2 separate regions of the Capra hircus genome follow, and region 2 is linked to region 1. A link is a contact called in public Hi-C data. All regions are on one chromosome and are shown on one strand. Each heading gives the region's core, a stretch centred on a gene start, on an enhancer-like site or on the middle of the called end of the contact. The rest is flanking DNA. Distances are from core to core; before and after follow the strand shown.

What was found. Hi-C and Micro-C count contacts between places; a contact is called where the count stands out from the background.
Region 2: a contact with region 1 is called in a Hi-C map of liver, with 6 times the contacts expected there. The contact joins the promoter of SELL here to the enhancer-like site in region 1. A contact is called at or near these places in 4 of 5 Hi-C or Micro-C datasets (blood and liver).

What each region holds. Positions count from the first base shown.
Region 1 is chr16:35,786,249-35,790,827 of ARS1.2, forward strand. SELP (P-selectin) reads right to left here. Exons shown (of 16, transcript XM_013970188.2): 8 at 4,335-4,520; 9 at 730-915. Among named protein-coding and RNA genes, the nearest start is that of F5, 21 kb to the left of the region's middle. Within about 2 kb of position 2,778, at least 1 of the 5 cell types and tissues checked has an H3K27ac peak or open chromatin away from gene starts, as enhancers often do.
Region 2 is chr16:35,897,955-35,902,423 of ARS1.2, forward strand. It overlaps SELL (L-selectin), which reads right to left and starts at 2,046. Exons shown (of 9, transcript XM_018060287.1): 1 at 1,888-2,046; 2 at 805-886. The coding sequence starts at 1,890.

The DNA of each region.
Region 1 (4,579 bases), core at 1,528-4,027:
GGCCATTGCCTTTGAGGATCCACTAATTCGTTGTCAATAAGGCTTGGGTTTGAATAAATTTAATCAGCAAATGAGAAGATTCAGTTCAACAGATACTTGTCACACACCTACATTTTTTTTTCTGTCTAGCTGCTGTAGGACATGCAAAGGTGAAGTTGGGACAGTCCCTGCCCTCAGGGAGCTTGTAATCCATATGGAACTGGAGCAAGGAGAGGCTATACACAAATCGTTAGACTGAGACCCTCGAGGGGCTGGGATGGAATCACACCCACTCTGAGGTCAGCTCAGTGTCTGGAGCTTAGCAATGCTCAGTGAAGGAGGATGTCGGAATGAATAAGAGTGTAGTACGAAAATTCTTTACAATGAAGTAAAAGTCCCAGTGACATAGCTGAGCTTCGTCACTAATAGTATGAATTTCCATAAATTACCTAATCTCTGAGCCTCTATTTTCTCATCCATAAAATGGCGATAATATTGCCTATCCTCATTATTTCAGGATTGTGATAAACATCAAACATCACAATGACACTGAAATACATTATGGAACTATGAAATGGTTAAAGTTATTGTAACAAGAATACTCGAGGTGGGGAAGCTTTTGGTCTAGATTGTTATGCCTTGAAGAGAAGGCTTTCTTTAGCTTGAGGTTTACATGAACTCCTGATGATGAGGCTCCATTCTATACTGGTACCTGAGGAGCCATAAGAAAGGGTAAACCCATGGTCCTACCTTCACATGTTGGTGGGGAGCCCGTCCAGTGTCCAGATGGAGTACAGTCCAGTCTTTCTGGTCCGGATAAAGAGAATCCCTCATGACAGGTGAACCAGCATGTGGACTTATAACTGGAACCTCCAAGAGGTTGGACACAAGTCTTTTCTCCATTCTGAGGGTTTGGCAGAGGTGCACAGGTAACAGCTAGCATGGGCATAGACAAGGAGGAGAGAGGAGATTGTTTTAGAACACAGCCACTTAAATCAGTGTGTGTGTGTGTGTGTGTGTGTGTGTGTGTGTGTGTGTGTGTGTGTGTCCTTAACAGACCAGTGCAGTACTGGGTTAGAATGATTGTTTAAATTGCATGATGCTAGTCACCAGTTAGACGTCCTGAATGTGTGAAACGGCAGCTGACAGTGGGTTGGTATTCTGAAACGCTTACCCCTAAAGAGATTTAAAGGAGCTTTAGGGGTGATTTAAAAGGATGCTGGCACTTTGTTGGGAAAGATGGTGATGGTGATGCAGCTCATGTTAGTTACCCCTGGATGAGAGTGGGAGTGACTGCTTCCTTGACACTTTCTTCAGAGGTAGACCCAATAACATTGCCAGAAAACAATGACAAGTGATTGGAAATAGGGAAATGGAGTGAAATACTTTCTCCTCTTCCAAAATTTCCTTCCCCCAACCAAGTGATGAACTCTGGGTCCAAAACTTGCCTCTGTTACTCACTGGCAGTGCATCTCTGGACAATAAACATACTGAACCTCAGTTGCTTCATCTATGAAATGGGGAAAATAACAATCTTTGCTTTGCGGAGAACCTCAAATTTATTATATAAAATAATAAGTTAACAAAATATAGGCAAAAATTAAATTAAAAAATCATGACACAAGGTAGGCAAATAATGGAACTGGCCATCTGCAAATGCTCTTTCCACCAGTCTCATCCTGTAATGACCAGCAGCAAATGACTCTACCTGTCTACTTACAAAAAATGGTCAATAAGATATCACAGTTCTTTGCCACAGTTTATCCATGTGGAGTTTGTGGTGCTAGAGGATTTGATTTGGTTAGAGATCATGCTCTGTGACTTTCGGCCAGTCCCTTAACCTCTCTGAATTTCCATATGTTTATTCACCTTTAAAATCTGGATAATAGCATTACATAGTTCTCAGGATTTTTATAAGGTTCAAAAATGAAAACACTATGTATGCAAATGTTAATGGCTGCCAAGATATCCCTCAGCCAATTAATGAAATAAAACTCAATTAAACACGCTAGCTTTTAAAAAAATGAAAACATGGTTTAAGGTGTTTCTTCTGCATTCTTTGGCCTGATTGGGTCGTGTGTGGCTTTAGACCAGAGACAGTGGTAGTGTGGATGAACCAGGGCTGTCTTTCAGCCACAGATTTGAACTGCTTGAGGCTTTGTGAGCATTTTCTGCACCTCTCTCTTCCCTTCTTCTCTCCAGCTACATCCCCCATCTCATCCATTTGTCCAAAGACCTGGTATTTTCCACCGCTTGAAAAGTCTTTCTGTATTCGGTGTGGGGGTGAGGAGAGGGGAGAGGAGACAAGCCAAGCAGGACAAGTGTGGTGCGATGAGTGTTGGTGCATGAGTCTGTGTGCTGCTCTATTGTGACTCTGCCTTCTGATAGCTGGGGTGGGAAGGTGGGTGTGGGGGTGTGGCATTGGAAAAGGAAACTGATAACACATTTGGGGCACATTACAACAGCTAGTAGGTTGCAAGCCTCATGGTACCTTCCTGCCCAGACCACATTTGGGTATTTCACATGATGCTCGCTCAGCAGCAAGAGGAGAAAGTTCAGTCAGAGTAAACAAAGAACTAAAAGCGGAAGGGAACTAGAAGGTCACAGGAAGCCGTGGTGAGTGTCAGCCTCCCTCCTGTGAAACACCCACAGGCAGGCCAGTATGGAGCAATGAACTGTAATCTGTGCCCTGCACAGCCCAAGGCTGTCCGGAAAGGTGCTGTGCACTGGAACGCCCTCAGGGACTCCCAGGTTCTTCCCTACAGTCGTGCGGACTTTGTAGTGTATCCAGGCTTCAGCGTAGCCAGGGTGAGAGCTGAGGGGCCAAGGTCACAAGCCTCAGCCTGGTCTCTGCAGACCCAGCTCGGAAGGTGGGCTCAGCCTTAGCCCCCGGGGCTTGCCAGGCTCTCTTGTGTCTGGGGATAAAGACCATGCAGCTCTGTTGAGCTGGTCAGCCCCTTTGCTCATTCATTGGTTCACTCTGTGTTGACCTAACTTAATAGTAGTGTGCGTGTATGTGTGCTTGTGTGTGCTTATGTGTGACCTGAATAGCAAGTGGTTTCCTTTTTATTAAAAACATGTATCTGTCTGCTTTTACTCATGTTGAAAGCGGGCACAAAGCGAAAAGCAAAGGCAAATGATGCAGAATTGTCTAGTATTTTACCTATCTAATTTTATTATTAAGCTTATATATGCCTCATAAAAATACTAATTGTGTGGAGGGGAAAGTGGGAAAACATTGGAGGAATTTATACAATAATAGAGAAATATAACCAGTGTCTATTTTAGGGTGGGGTATTTTGGGGACAGTATGTAAGAAGATTTTTTTGTTTATTTTTCTAGAGCTTTTATAAATACAAATGTTATCTTTTAAAGGTAAGTAATGTTAGTCGCTCAGTCATGCCCAACTCTTTGCGACCCCATGGACTGTAGCCCACCAGGCTCCTCTGTCTCTGAGATTTTCCAGGCAAGGATACTGGAGTGGGTTACCATTTCCTTCTCCAGGGGATCTTCCCAACCCAGGGATCGAACCCAAGTCTCCTGCACTGCAGGCAGATTCTTTACCTACTGAGCTACAAGAGAAGCTTTTATAAATACAAATGTTATCTTTTAAAGGTAGGGTTTGACATAAATATAAGTAAATAATTGGATAGAAAAAGGAATGGGGAGTATAAAAAGTATACATCTATCTTTCAATTTCCAAACCCAGATGATCAGAACCAGTTCCATTTCACTCAATAACTGGCTTTATTTTATATCAGGTGAAATGCAGACATATATGATTATAGTGAATAGGTACTTTTTTTCTTCCGAGAATCCTGTGACTTTGCATGTGTAGATTAGTTTCTTTCTGTTTTAATCACTCTTCACTTTACTCTAAGTGGGTTTCTCCAATCTTGTTTGCAGCCAGGCACCTGTAAATGCTGCCCCTCCCCTTCTCCTATTAAACCCATGCGCTACCTGCCATTCCACCACTACACTCTGTGTTTCCTAGGATTAAAGTGCCAGATTACTCTTGGAACAACATCATGGGACTGTCTTTTTCCCTGGCCTTGTTTCCAGCGACTATCTTTAGCCAAGTGAGACCAGCGAACCTAGTTCATGATAGGGACCTTCAGCCCATGCCCCTGTCCTGCCGTCGGACATCCTGTCGCTTGTGGTATCTGCCAGCCCCTCAAGGCCTCTGCGCGTGGGATCCCCATGTGACCTGATAACAAGGGCTTCCTGATGATAGTGTTTATTCATTTTCTAGTCCATTTCAAGCTTCTGTCCCCTAGACAGTTACTACCTTTTAAATATAGCTTTTAAAAATAACTACAATTTGTTTCTAAGACACTGGAAAGAGTTCATCCTACCTTGGCATTCTGGAAAAGGAGCATCCCAGTTCCCTGTATCCAGGCATTGCAGCACACTTGCTCCCACCAGGAATGAACCTTCATCGCAGGTGAAGCTACAGGTCGACTGGTACCTAAAGTCACCAAAGGGATGCGAGCAGTTCACCCGGGCCTTGTTTGAGGTCGGAAGATCCTGGCACTGCAATGCTAAGGAGGGAGGAAGTAGGGAGTGAGGAAGGAGTAATACACAAGTACTCATTGATTCC
Region 2 (4,469 bases), core at 796-3,295, 110 kb after region 1:
ATAAGAAGAGAAATAATGGCACACTTTGAAGTAACCTCTTTTATGTCAAAAAGATAATGTTTTACCATGAAAGAGCTGCTTCTGGGAAAACAGACAGTCCAAGCCTTATATACAAAATAGAAAAAGAACAATTTACAAAACCAGATGAGGTAGGATTATGAAACTAATTTTAGATTTTGTTACACACACAAAGATATTCAGCTGATGGTGTTTAATAATCACATGGGTGCTTCAAATATGAGGTCTTTGAAGAAATCAAAACAAACACATAATTACACAATGACACTATAATAATACATGCCATTCTAAGCATGGTATGGTCTAAGTGAAGCACTATTATAGCACAAGGTGAAAGTTTTCACAGCCATCACCATTTGCTGAGTTTTCACTGTGTAGGGCAAATACTATGGAGAAATACCAAAGAAAACACAGATTCAATTTTTATAGTTTCCTAAGGACTCTGAGCAGGGAATAACAGATGCAAAGAATACATAATTAATCTTGATCAAATTAAACAAATATAAAATGTACAGAGAACTGGGAAACAGTTATGATTAAGGAATAAATCATGTCATAGAATAAACCCTGCAGCAAAAGTTGGGTCAAGGCTAGGCGTTCTCTGGGGAAGGAAATATTAAAGGTGAAAGGAAGAAAAGGGATGTTTGCAGAAAGGGTAGAATTAGCAGCCATCTACCTAATACTTTTACCTGCCACTTTTACCTGTGTACACTCAGTAGATATTTACCAAAACCTGAACATATGTTTTTTAAAAAGCTTAGCAATATAAAAAAAATCATAACATACCGCAACAGAGCATAATCCAGACCCACAGTTGAAAGACATTCCACAAGCCCCTCTGAACATTTTGACATTTCCATGGACATAGCTGCAAATAGAATACAAAATTTTACTCAGATTTATACTCTAAATCACCATTTTACAGGTACCTTGAAGAGGTACTTACAACTTTCTCAAAGTTCAAAGTATAACGCATATGCCTACTAACCTTGTCTGAGGTAAGAGATTTCTCAGACATGGGTGAAAAAGTAGAGTTAAATTTGCTTCAAAACTGGTGTATAGTTGTTTTTTTTTTCCTCCTATTTTAGCCTCAAGCTGCTATTGCTGCTGTTCTGATATTTTTTTCTACATTTCAGTAACTTTTTGCATCTACTTATCTGCTGAGCTGTCAGATAAAGCTATGTGATAGTTAGTACATATATTTTTTAAGTGTTCTTTGGTCCTTAATTGGAGAAGAAAATGACAACCCACTCCAGTATTCTTGCCTGGAGAATCCCATGGACAGAGGAGCCTGGCAGGCTGCAGTCCATGGGGTTGCAAAGAGTGGCACACGATTGAGCAGCTAACACTTACTTACTTAGTCCTTAATGAACTATTAGTGTCTAGATTTAATATTAAAAACTCACACTTAACTATGATGGGTCAGTACTCCAAATTCCTAAAAGAAGTAGGTAACCAAACAGACACTACTGAAAGAAAGGAGTTCATTTTTTCTCAACTAAACAGAAATACATTTTGAGCAACTCAGATGACAAGACCATAAAATTTCTTCACATCTTTACATCATATTTTCTGAAATGTATCAATTCTCAAGATAGTGTCAGTGTTCAGTCACAAGAGTGCTAATTTCCGCAAGATTGTAGTACTTCTTCAGGAACCCTCAGTAGAGACAAGTCAAGGAGAAGAAATCAGCACACGTGGGAAGAGAGATTCTAGGAACACTTTTTAATTTAGACTCAGCAATTTTAGTTTTGGCTTTTTTAAACCAAAAAATAAATGTGCTGCTTCTTGTCTTCTGCCACCTGCCTCTGCATTCCAAGACGAGGTTCTATCTGAGCATCTGGACATATTTTAGGCTGAAAAGCTTACCATGGCTTTGCTCCGTCCTTTTGCAGCCCTTCAGCCTCTCAGCTCAGCACCACAGGTCTCTGGGTCCTTGCCCAAGGCTGGGTGTGCAGGAAGACTGCACTCACTGTCCCCAGAAAGGCTTACTTTCTTTCATATCTCTAACCAAGGCTCACACCCTCCCCTTCCCCTTCTTCCTCCCCTTCCTCCACCTCTCTGCACCTCTTTCTCCACCCCTTTCCTAGTCTGCGCTCTAGCACCAACCCTAAGAAAACAAGAACTGCTGATCCAAGACATTAGTGCTGGATCTTCCCTTCTTCCCTCCTTTGCTCCCTCCCTCTTCCTTTCTCCCTTCCTTCCAACCTCCTCCCCACCTTCTCCTCCCCTTTCTTCTTCCTCTCCTCCTCCTCCTCCTCCTTTCTCTGTCTCTCTCTCCTTTCTTTTTATAAGCATTAGACTAGCTCCTGGCGATCCATGGTAGAGAGCCCCTGACAGTTTCAAGCACCACACATTCAAAACATTATTATTTTGGCCAGATTTATAAAGTCTTAAACCTCAGGGTTTGTGTGCTCAGCTGTATCCGACTCTTTTCGACCCCGTGGACTGTAGCCCGCCAGGCTCCTCTGTCCATGGAATTTCAACCAGCAAGCATCTCCTTGCATTGGCAGATGGATTCTTTACCCCTGAGCTACATGGGGAGGCCCTGTTAAACTCCAGGAGAGCTAACCCAACAGACTGGATTAATGGTAGCTCTTTCTCCTCCCTCTTTCCTTGCTCACCCCCTAGTGGACGTTCTTATTAATGGCACCTCCTGAAGATCGGCGACTCTAGCTTTTTGCCCTAGCAGGTGTCAGGGCCTACAGGTACCTTTATATTTCTAGACCTAAGATGTAAAGGAGATAGACTGCATACAAAATTAGGATCCGTATGGTGGAGGGAAATGTAAAGGAAGAGTTACTGACATAGTCAGATTAACATTTTTAAAAAGATAGTAACAACAACAATTGTGTAGGGCTCAACACTCCATATTTATCACCTTATTTAACCTTTATAAAGCTTAACATCACAGCTCTCCAGTAATTATATCAAATAGTACTGCTTAAATTATTATATTTAAGCAGTAATATTAAAACAATAATCCAGTAATTATATTAAGTATTACTGCTCTCCAGTGAATATAATTATTATCCCCGTTTTTAAAAGTCTCAGAGAGGTTAAAAAAGTTGCTTTAGTCACAAAAGTAGTAAGAGACAGGGCTGGAGTTTTGAACCAGGGTCAGTCAGTCCTGGAAACCATGCTGCTGATAGTTAAGCTGCAATTCTGAAAGGAACCCAGAAGACATGCTGAAGTGGGAACCAACCTGGGAGCTAAGAAGATGGAGAATTGCCAGTGCTCCTGCTATGTATACTCCAAAGACATGTCTAGACCTGTGTTTCTAAGTCCTTCCTTTTAATTCTCTCAACCCTTGTCCATCCAACCAGGCTTCCAGCCACACACATCCCCAGACACTGCTCTTGCCGAGGTCCTTCACTTCACTGAAGCCAAAAGCCAGTTATCTGTCTTCATCTTATTTGACCAATCAGCTCCTGGATTTCACTTCCCTAGTGACTCAGCAGTAAAGAATCCAGCTGCCAATGAAGGAAACTCAGATTTGATCCCAGATTTGGGAAGATCCGCTGGAGGAGGAAATGGCAACCTACTCCAATATTCTTACCTGGGAAATCCCATGGACAGAGGAACCTGGTGTGTTACAGTTCATGCGGTCGCAGAGTCGGACGTGACTGACCAGTGGTGCACACACGCACTCCTGAACTTCCTCCTGCTTCCCTGGCTAGTCCCTCTCTATTTCATTTCTTGACTCTCCCTCATCTCTCCAACCACCAGACCTTTGGAGTGCTCCGCTGCTCACTGCTTTTTCTCTTCTTATTTACCTTCATGGACTTGACAACACAATCCAGTCTCTACACTTTGATGACCAGCTAGATGCTGATGACTTTGTGGAGAAGGAAATGGCAACCCACTCCAGTACTCTTGCCTGGAAAATCCCATGGATAGAGGAGCCTGGTAGGCTACAGTCCATGGGGTCGCAAAGAGTCGAACACGACTGAGCGACTTCACCTCACCTCAAGCCTCTCAAATTGTGCATGTACTGAATTGAACTTCCTCCATACCTGGTGGGTTCTTCCCACAGCCTTTCCCATTTCAGTAAATTATAACCCCATCCTTCCAATTACTTAAGCCAAAGCTTTGGAGTTAACTGGGACACCTCTCTTTTTCTCACAACTCATATCCAATATGTCACCATCTTTTGTCTTTCTCATGAAAATATTTTCAGCAATCACTTCTATTTTATTATGAACCCAAACCATCATCATCCCTCACCTATATTATTGTTGCAAAAGCCTCCTATCTGGACTCCATGTTTCTACTCTTTTCCTCTTATGGCCTGTTTTCAACAAAATAGTTTAAGTGATTCGGTTAAAATGAGTTTCATTCAGGGGCCCATCCAGAAACAAAGCTGGCCCCAGATGAGTGAATTCTTCCCCCCTGAAAAGCCTTTAATGGAGGGGCCACTTGCAACATGTGAACAACAAGGTTAAGAAAAC